Regions from separate parts of the Mus musculus genome. Here region 1 is linked to region 2. A link is a contact called in public Micro-C data. All regions are on one chromosome and are shown on one strand. Each heading gives the region's core, a stretch centred on a gene start, on an enhancer-like site or on the middle of the called end of the contact. The rest is flanking DNA. Distances are from core to core; before and after follow the strand shown. Region 1 overlaps Ly75 (lymphocyte antigen 75). Region 2 holds the start of Cd302 (CD302 antigen).

Region 1 (3,527 bases), core at 583-3,082, 83 kb after region 2:
TGGCTAAGACACAGTACATAGTGGAAAATGGCTAAGACACAGAGCATAGTGACGTCTTTATTTCAGAACTTGAGCCCAAATTTCTCCTTAATATTTGGACAGATGATTGACTACATGAATACAATTAATGATGTAGAACTCACATTACATGTGCACATATAGGCATAAAAACATGAGTGTGCAATACAGAAGGTTTATAGTGTATTCTCGGTGTGTATGTGTGGTTTGTGCAAGCATGGGTTTGTGCCCATGTTTGTGCTGGCAGGTGCCTGTGCTGGTGTGTGTATGTGCAAGCAGAGACAGGAGGGAGACATCAGGTGTTCTGCTATACTCTCTTCACCTTCCCCTGAGACAGAATATATCAGTTAACCTGGAGCTATGTTGGCAGCCAGCAAACCCCAGCAATCCTCTTATCTTTGACCTCCACTGCACTGGGGTTACTGGCAGGCGTCCTGAACTATGTATAGCTTTCTCTTTCTAAATTTGGGTGCCAAGAATTTGAATTCAAGTTCTCATGTTTGCATAGCAAGCACTCTTATTCACTTAAATACCCTCCCTCTCCAAGCTATGTAATAGATATAGATATAGATATAGATATAGATATAGATATAGATAGAGATAGAGATAGAGATAGATATAGATATAGATATAGAAATGTGTGTTTCAAATAAAGAATCTTCAAGTTGTACCATGATTAAATTATATAGATATTGAGATAACTGGTTCAAAATATACTCATTTTCCTATGTGATCCCAGAGAGAGGGAAAACCAACTCAGGCTGGATCACGTGACTTAATGCTCCACCCAGGGAGTTTCAAAGGGGCTTTCCACTACTAGTTACACACCAAATAGTACCAGTTATACCCCAAATAGTACACTCGTGGTTCTATACACTGGAGAGGCTCTCAGAGATCCACTGCTGACTGCACAGAGTGTGTTTGCTATTCCACGCTACCTCCATGGCTTAGCAAGCCTCAGATTTGAGAATGTAGCTTTCTTTTATAAAAAAAAGCAACTCTGGTAGATACACAAATGCACGAACACCCTCTGGCCAAGAAGGCAGCTAGGTACACAGGCAGAGTTCAGTCAAGACAACAAGGTGGACCAGGCAAACATGCTGCAGAATGGGCATCTTGCTGGCTTCTCTACCAGGCTTCACATAAGTGTGGTCTGACTCTGGCAGGACTTTCCATCAACCAGGGCTTCTTCCTCTCACCTGAAATCTCTGACCCAAGCAATAGTGGGAGTTAAACAGAACACGTAGCCACAATTCACTTGTTATAAATGATAAGAAGCAAACACTGTGCACTTTTAAAAATATTCCAGGTGTTTAAAAAGCCCGGTCCTTGGTCTAGAAGAGCAACTCTCATAGAGAGGTCCTCAGGCCAGCATCATCACCATGACCTGGGAACTTGTGAAACGACCCCACCTCAAATCCACTGACTCAGAACCTTGTGAGGTGGCTCTCTGTTCTAACAAACACTCCAACTGGTATTGGTGCCCCCTAATGTATGGAATTGCTGGCCCTGTCTAACTTCTTCAAGTTGATCAGAAGCTTGGGGTCTCTTAAGAAGGGATCAGCATACGCTACCGCCAGGCTGCCTTTTCTCTGGGCAGGAAAGTAGAGCCATTTGGGGCAAAGGCTTCACAGACAGGTTTCTTGGACCTTCAAGACCTTATGCAACTACGTGGGCCACCTTGGCCTCACTGTGCTTTTCTGTAGTTGTTATGGGGCCTGAATGGTTATAATAGATTTTGAAGGCTTAGAACAGTGCCTGATGCTGGGAATGAGGTACTGACAGCCTTATGCCAACTTGACACATGATAGATTTATCAGATGGGAGGTTCCTCAATTGAGAAACACTGCTGTAAGATCTGTCATAAGACAGAGCTGTAAGGCACTGTCTTACTTAGTGATTGATGGGGGAGGGCCTAGTTTATGTGGGTGGTGCTATGCTGGGCTGGTGGTCTTGGAATCTATAAGAAAGCAAACTGAGCAGGCCATAGGGAGCAAGCCAGCAAGATGACCACCGTATGACCTCTGCATCAGCCTGTGCCTCCAGGTTCCTGCCCTGTTTGAGTTCCTGTCCTGGTTTCCTTCAACGGTGAACAGAGACACAGAAGTGTAAGCCGAATGAACCCTTTCCTCTCTAACTTGCCTTTTGGTCCTGGTGTTTTGTCACATCAGTAGAAACCCAAACTAAGACAAGAGGTCATTTAATTATTCACTATTATTATTATTATTTACATCCGAAGTTCTTTCTCTCCTTTTAATAGACTCTTTCAAGCTATTGTCGTTCATTTTCTTTGAGAGAGTATTCCCACACTTCTACAGCTCAGGCTGACCAGAAACTTATCGTTCTCCAGGATCAGTCTTGTGAGTGCTGAGGTTGCGAGAGTTAGCTCTCACACTTGGCATTCAATGTTTCTTAAGCACACACGCCAGTTACTGTGATTTATTGTAGCTCTCGCCCATTGGCTAAGAAACTGTCTCTGTTATATACCAGACAGTAACATGAGCACTTCTTTGATTTGTCCATTTCTATAAAGAGGAATGAATGCTTTAGCACCCTGGATAGGTTTCTTCTAATGAGAAACAACTTGAAAGCATACCCTTATCAACACATAGCATGGCGAGCAAACACCGTCACTAATTGGGAGAGGGCCAAAGGTATCTCTTTCTCTTCCAGCCTTGGCTTCAGGGCACAGATCTTCTTTAAGTAGTCACAATCCTAAATTTGGCTCAGCCCATCTGTACCTGTTGCTCTGGTTTGCTTCAGGAAACTCACAGAGGCGATCTCCTTCTAGCCAAGCTCCTGTGTCCCATGCCCCACTTTCTCCTGAAGCTGTGACTTCCCACCTGCTGTGCCCTTTCCACTTTTCTCCCGATGTAGCTGAGCTTCCCCAATGCCCTCCCCCAATTTCATCTTCCACAAACGGTCCTGCTTCTCTTCTTGAGCAGATTCTGAAGGCAAAATTAAAACTGTACCCAACTTCCTCCCCTTACTGCAAACGCACATTCCGTATCTTGGATAATATCTGCTGCAGACATGTTAAGTCCTCTTAAACTCCTCCTTCCTCCCTTTGCCTCCTACAAACGCTACTCTCTTCTTGCTATTAGAGAGTTCACCAGCCCATACATACCTGGTAGTAGGCAGATGCCCCACTTTTGATCATATTCATAACTTAGGGTAGTGGCACACCATGGCCCACTATGATCTTCATCATGAATGCAGTCATGGTACCATGTCTCACCAATCAAGAAAGGGAATTCACAAGGTCTCCCGTAGGAATTCCCATCTCTGGTGTATATCTCTGTGGGATGGGGAGGAAGAAGAGTAGAGTTCAGAGCTGAGCAACCATCTCAGGGTAGCTAATTTCTAAAACATTTGAAGGAAGAGTGTTGATTTTACTTATGAGCCTACAATATCTGAGCAGGCCATATACTGTGGAAAGAGCACAGAGACTGACTGCTCTCATCTGTCCTTTGAATGCTGGAGTCTCCTGTAGTTTCTGCATTTCGAAC
Region 2 (3,482 bases), core at 512-3,011:
TAGAAACTCCTTCTCTTTCCAAATTGGCTAGGAATGTATTTTTCTTCCCTTTTAACGGGGCTATCATCGTGTGTGTGTGTGTGTGTGTGTGTGTGTGTGTGTGTGTGTGCAGTGTACTTGTGGAGGTCAGAGGATAACCTTTTCTTTCCTCAATTTGCCTGGTTACAGGGATTGAATGAACGAAGGTCACCCGGCTTGCAAAACAAGAATATTTACCCACTGCACCATCTCATTGGTATAACAACAACAAAGTATTTTTTAAAATTAGCCTGGCATGGTAGAGAGAGAGAGCACTAAGAGGGAGTTAGGGTGTCCCAGATAATGAGGGGAGCCTAAGGAGGACTCAGAGGTGGTCCAGACTTCGAGGAAGCTCTAGTGCAGCCTTAGATAAAATTAAAGTACGTCTTGCTTCTGCTCTCAGAGAGGCAGCACACAGCCCGACTGGTCATCCGTGCTGCTCTACAGGAACCCAAGAAAAGAGCTTTGCAAGCTCAGAGCAACTCAGTGTGCTAGGTCTTCAACACCCAGGGCCTTTAAAATATCTCCCGCTGTCAGCCGATTTCACACAGAAATTTATTTAAAATGCAGTGAAATCCAGTGGAGGAAAAAAAAAATCCCTTGCATAATCCTGTTACTGAAGCCCACACAAGTGTCCACTTAGTTCTTGTTTACTTTGCTCTTTCATTCTCGGAAAGGATTGGTAGGATTGGTAGTGTTTTTTGGAAGGAAATCTCCCCCAGGGTTTCCCCATTAACATATTTTGACGTGCCTCCCCGGAAAGCCTGTTTAAAGAAAAACACATGCTCGGTGGAATTGTCTGTGTTCCTCGGGGTGTGTGTGTGTGTGTGTGTGTGTGTGTGTGTGCCATTTTGCAAGACTAATTATGTCTAATTTTTCAGATGTCACTGTATATCAGCCGACCAAAGGTTTCTCTAAATCGCAGTGTTTGTAGTGAGATCCCAGCCTGGCTTCTCCTCCCTCTGGATGCAGGGGTTATGTGGCTGAACTCTTTTCCTGTTTTAACAACTTGCCCACTAGCCATGGGACAGGGCCTGTTTCCTCCCTCCACCCCCAGGCCTCACCCCTTCCCTACTGCCACCCATTGAAGGGCTCTACAGTTCCTCTACCCTCTAGCGAGCTAACCGTCTTGGGGGGTCTGAGGTGAGGATACAGACACGGTGGAAGTGGGGTCCTCTGCTTTGGCCTTTGTCCCGGGTCTGGCTCTCTGAAGCCACCCAGCCTGAGAGATGGTTGCGGGATGGTCGGAGGACGAGGCACGTGGCCATCGGTGGGAGCGGGGACTCTGCACTCTCCGGGGCGCGGCAGGGGAAGCTTACCGGCGACGATGGCAGTGGCGAGGCTCAGCAGCACGAGCGAGGACAGCGCTGCGTGGGGCATGACTGCGCGGCGCCGAGAGCGGGCCGGGGGCGGTGCTTGTCGGGTGCGCAGCTCCCAGCTCAGTTGCGACGCCTCCCACTCGAGGCGGGGGAGTGGAGCCCAGGGTCGCACTGCTGGGACGCTCAGATCCCCAAGCGGCGGACACACCGCAGACTCCAACTTCTCTTCGTTAAAGATAAACTTCTCATTTGAACTGAAGTAATCTCAGACTTTCTAAAATGTTGCAAAAATAAATAGAACTTCCCGTAATCCTTGCGGCAGCTTCTCCAAATGTTAGCATCTTACATAACATCAGTGCAAGGATAGGAACCAGGACAGAGCATTGGTGGAGCACTGTTGACTAATCCATAGCACTTGTGGCATTTGACAATTATCTCTGTTCTAGGACCCTATCCAGGAACAAGCACATTTGGGTTCGTCTGATGTTTCTTCTTAGTAGAATTGTTTGTGCCCTTTTGGCAAGAATCATACAGAGGGACAAAGATTGATGGACTTTGGTTATTTAATGAAGGTGGTGTCAGCAACCGTAATCTCCCTTTTCACAATTCCCTCCTGGTGGACTATGCCTCTTAGAAAATATATCTCTGCCACTAGTTACTGTATCGAAAGTAAAGGAGAATAACGGAACAGGAAGGTTTGACTGGGATGGGGGTAGAAGCACAAGTTAAAGGAAGGAATATGGGATGGGACAGCTAACACAGCCTCTATGGGGCAGGAGAAGGAAGCGAAGGAAAGAGGAAGAGAGGGAGGGAGGAGAGGGGAAGGGAAAGGGGAAGAGAAGGAGGGGGGAGGGAGAGAGGAAAATTTTAATGGAGTTACCTTACAAGAGGGAAAGAAGATAGATACCACCTAGCAAATAAAACCCCAGTACCAAAAACGGGTTCTTCTTGAGTTGTTGCCAATGGAATCTCATAAAGCCCCAAGAACTACAGGTCAGTGCCAATAGTCTTGGCTATCTTCAGAACTTGTTGGTAAGCCCCTGTGGCCGAAGAAACCACATCGCTGAGTCAGGTAAGGTGGTCAAGATGGCACTAACTTGGAAGCTTCAACTCTCCCATTTAGCTTTCTTCGCTCCGGGAAGTGCTTGCTGTGCACACGGATGTAGGAGGAAATACTTCTTTCTCCTCCATTCGTGTATACAGCACACACCTCTATCTCATCCAGATATGAACCTTGTAAGGTACAGCAATGATGGGGCCCAACAAGATATGGGTACTGCTGTGGTAGTTGGATGAATGTCACAAAAGTAACCAACCATTTTATGATTGGATCTAAGTCCCGCCAGTACCATACCTGGCACTGTGCCAAGAACCTGTGGCTAAATAGATTGCAGTCCCTAAGGGGAAGCACAATGCTATTATTCTGCTAAATGGCCATAGTATTAAAGTAATTCCTAGAGACCTACTGCTTTGCCCATAGATGAGCGTATCTCTCAACCTTCATCAGAAAAGTGTCTCCTCACAGTAAATGGCAATTAATAGACACCTTCCACTAGTCAATGTCCAGAAAATAAGAAACCATGGAGGGCTTGGCCCTAAGTGGGATTTGCATATTGCACCCCTCCCCTCAAGGTTCAGGAATCTTTGAGGAAGAAAGGTCAGAAAGATAGTAAGAGTCAGAGCTCGTGGATAGCATCAAGGAAACTGTCTTCTGGACACGACTGGGCAGACGTACATGTAAACTCACAGAGATTGTGACCATATGCCTGAGATATATGAAAGCTCAACCCAGATAAAAATCCCACCACTGAGGCGCTAGCAGGGCACAGATTCTTACCAGTGGACGAAGACCTAATGGCATTTAATAGTGCTGAGAGAGGGAAAGTTAATTTTCTTTAAAGATGCGACCCTCTAGTTGGTTGACCACAATCTATATCAGGCTTCGCTCCCAAAAGTAGTAGGGCAACTCCAGTTGGGCTTTGATGGAGAGGATGAAATAAAGAAAGCTACAAGTTGGGTGGAAAGGGAGGAGGGTAGAGTGGATGGGTGTGAGAGGAACTGGGACAGGGGAGTGAATATAACTGTGGTGGTTTGAATATGCTTGGCCCAGGGAGTGGCACTATGAGGAGGCGTGGCCTTGTTGGA

Evidence for each region. Hi-C and Micro-C count contacts between places; a contact is called where the count stands out from the background.
Region 1: a Micro-C map of macrophages shows a contact between it and region 2, with 2.8 times the contacts expected there. The contact joins the enhancer-like site here to the promoter of Cd302 in region 2. A contact is called at or near these places in 1 of 39 promoter capture datasets (macrophages), 4 of 484 Hi-C or Micro-C datasets (granulocyte-monocyte progenitors, macrophages, muscle stem cells and 1 more), 2 of 115 datasets of contacts at active chromatin or transcription factors (bone marrow-derived dendritic cells and embryonic stem cells) and 3 of 9 other capture datasets (adipose tissue, embryonic stem cells and liver).

What each region holds. Positions count from the first base shown.
Region 1 is chr2:60,365,614-60,369,140 of GRCm38.p6, forward strand. It overlaps Ly75 (lymphocyte antigen 75), which reads right to left. Exons shown (of 35, transcript NM_013825.4): 3 at 3,146-3,316. Among named protein-coding and RNA genes, the nearest start is that of Ly75, 16 kb to the right of the region's middle. Within about 2 kb of position 1,833, at least 7 of the 459 cell types and tissues checked have an H3K27ac peak or open chromatin away from gene starts, as enhancers often do. A contact at or near this core is called in macrophages, where this site is marked.
Region 2 is chr2:60,282,723-60,286,204 of GRCm38.p6, forward strand. It overlaps Cd302 (CD302 antigen), which reads right to left and starts at 1,762. Exons shown (of 6, transcript NM_001290660.1): 1 at 1,338-1,762. The coding sequence starts at 1,398.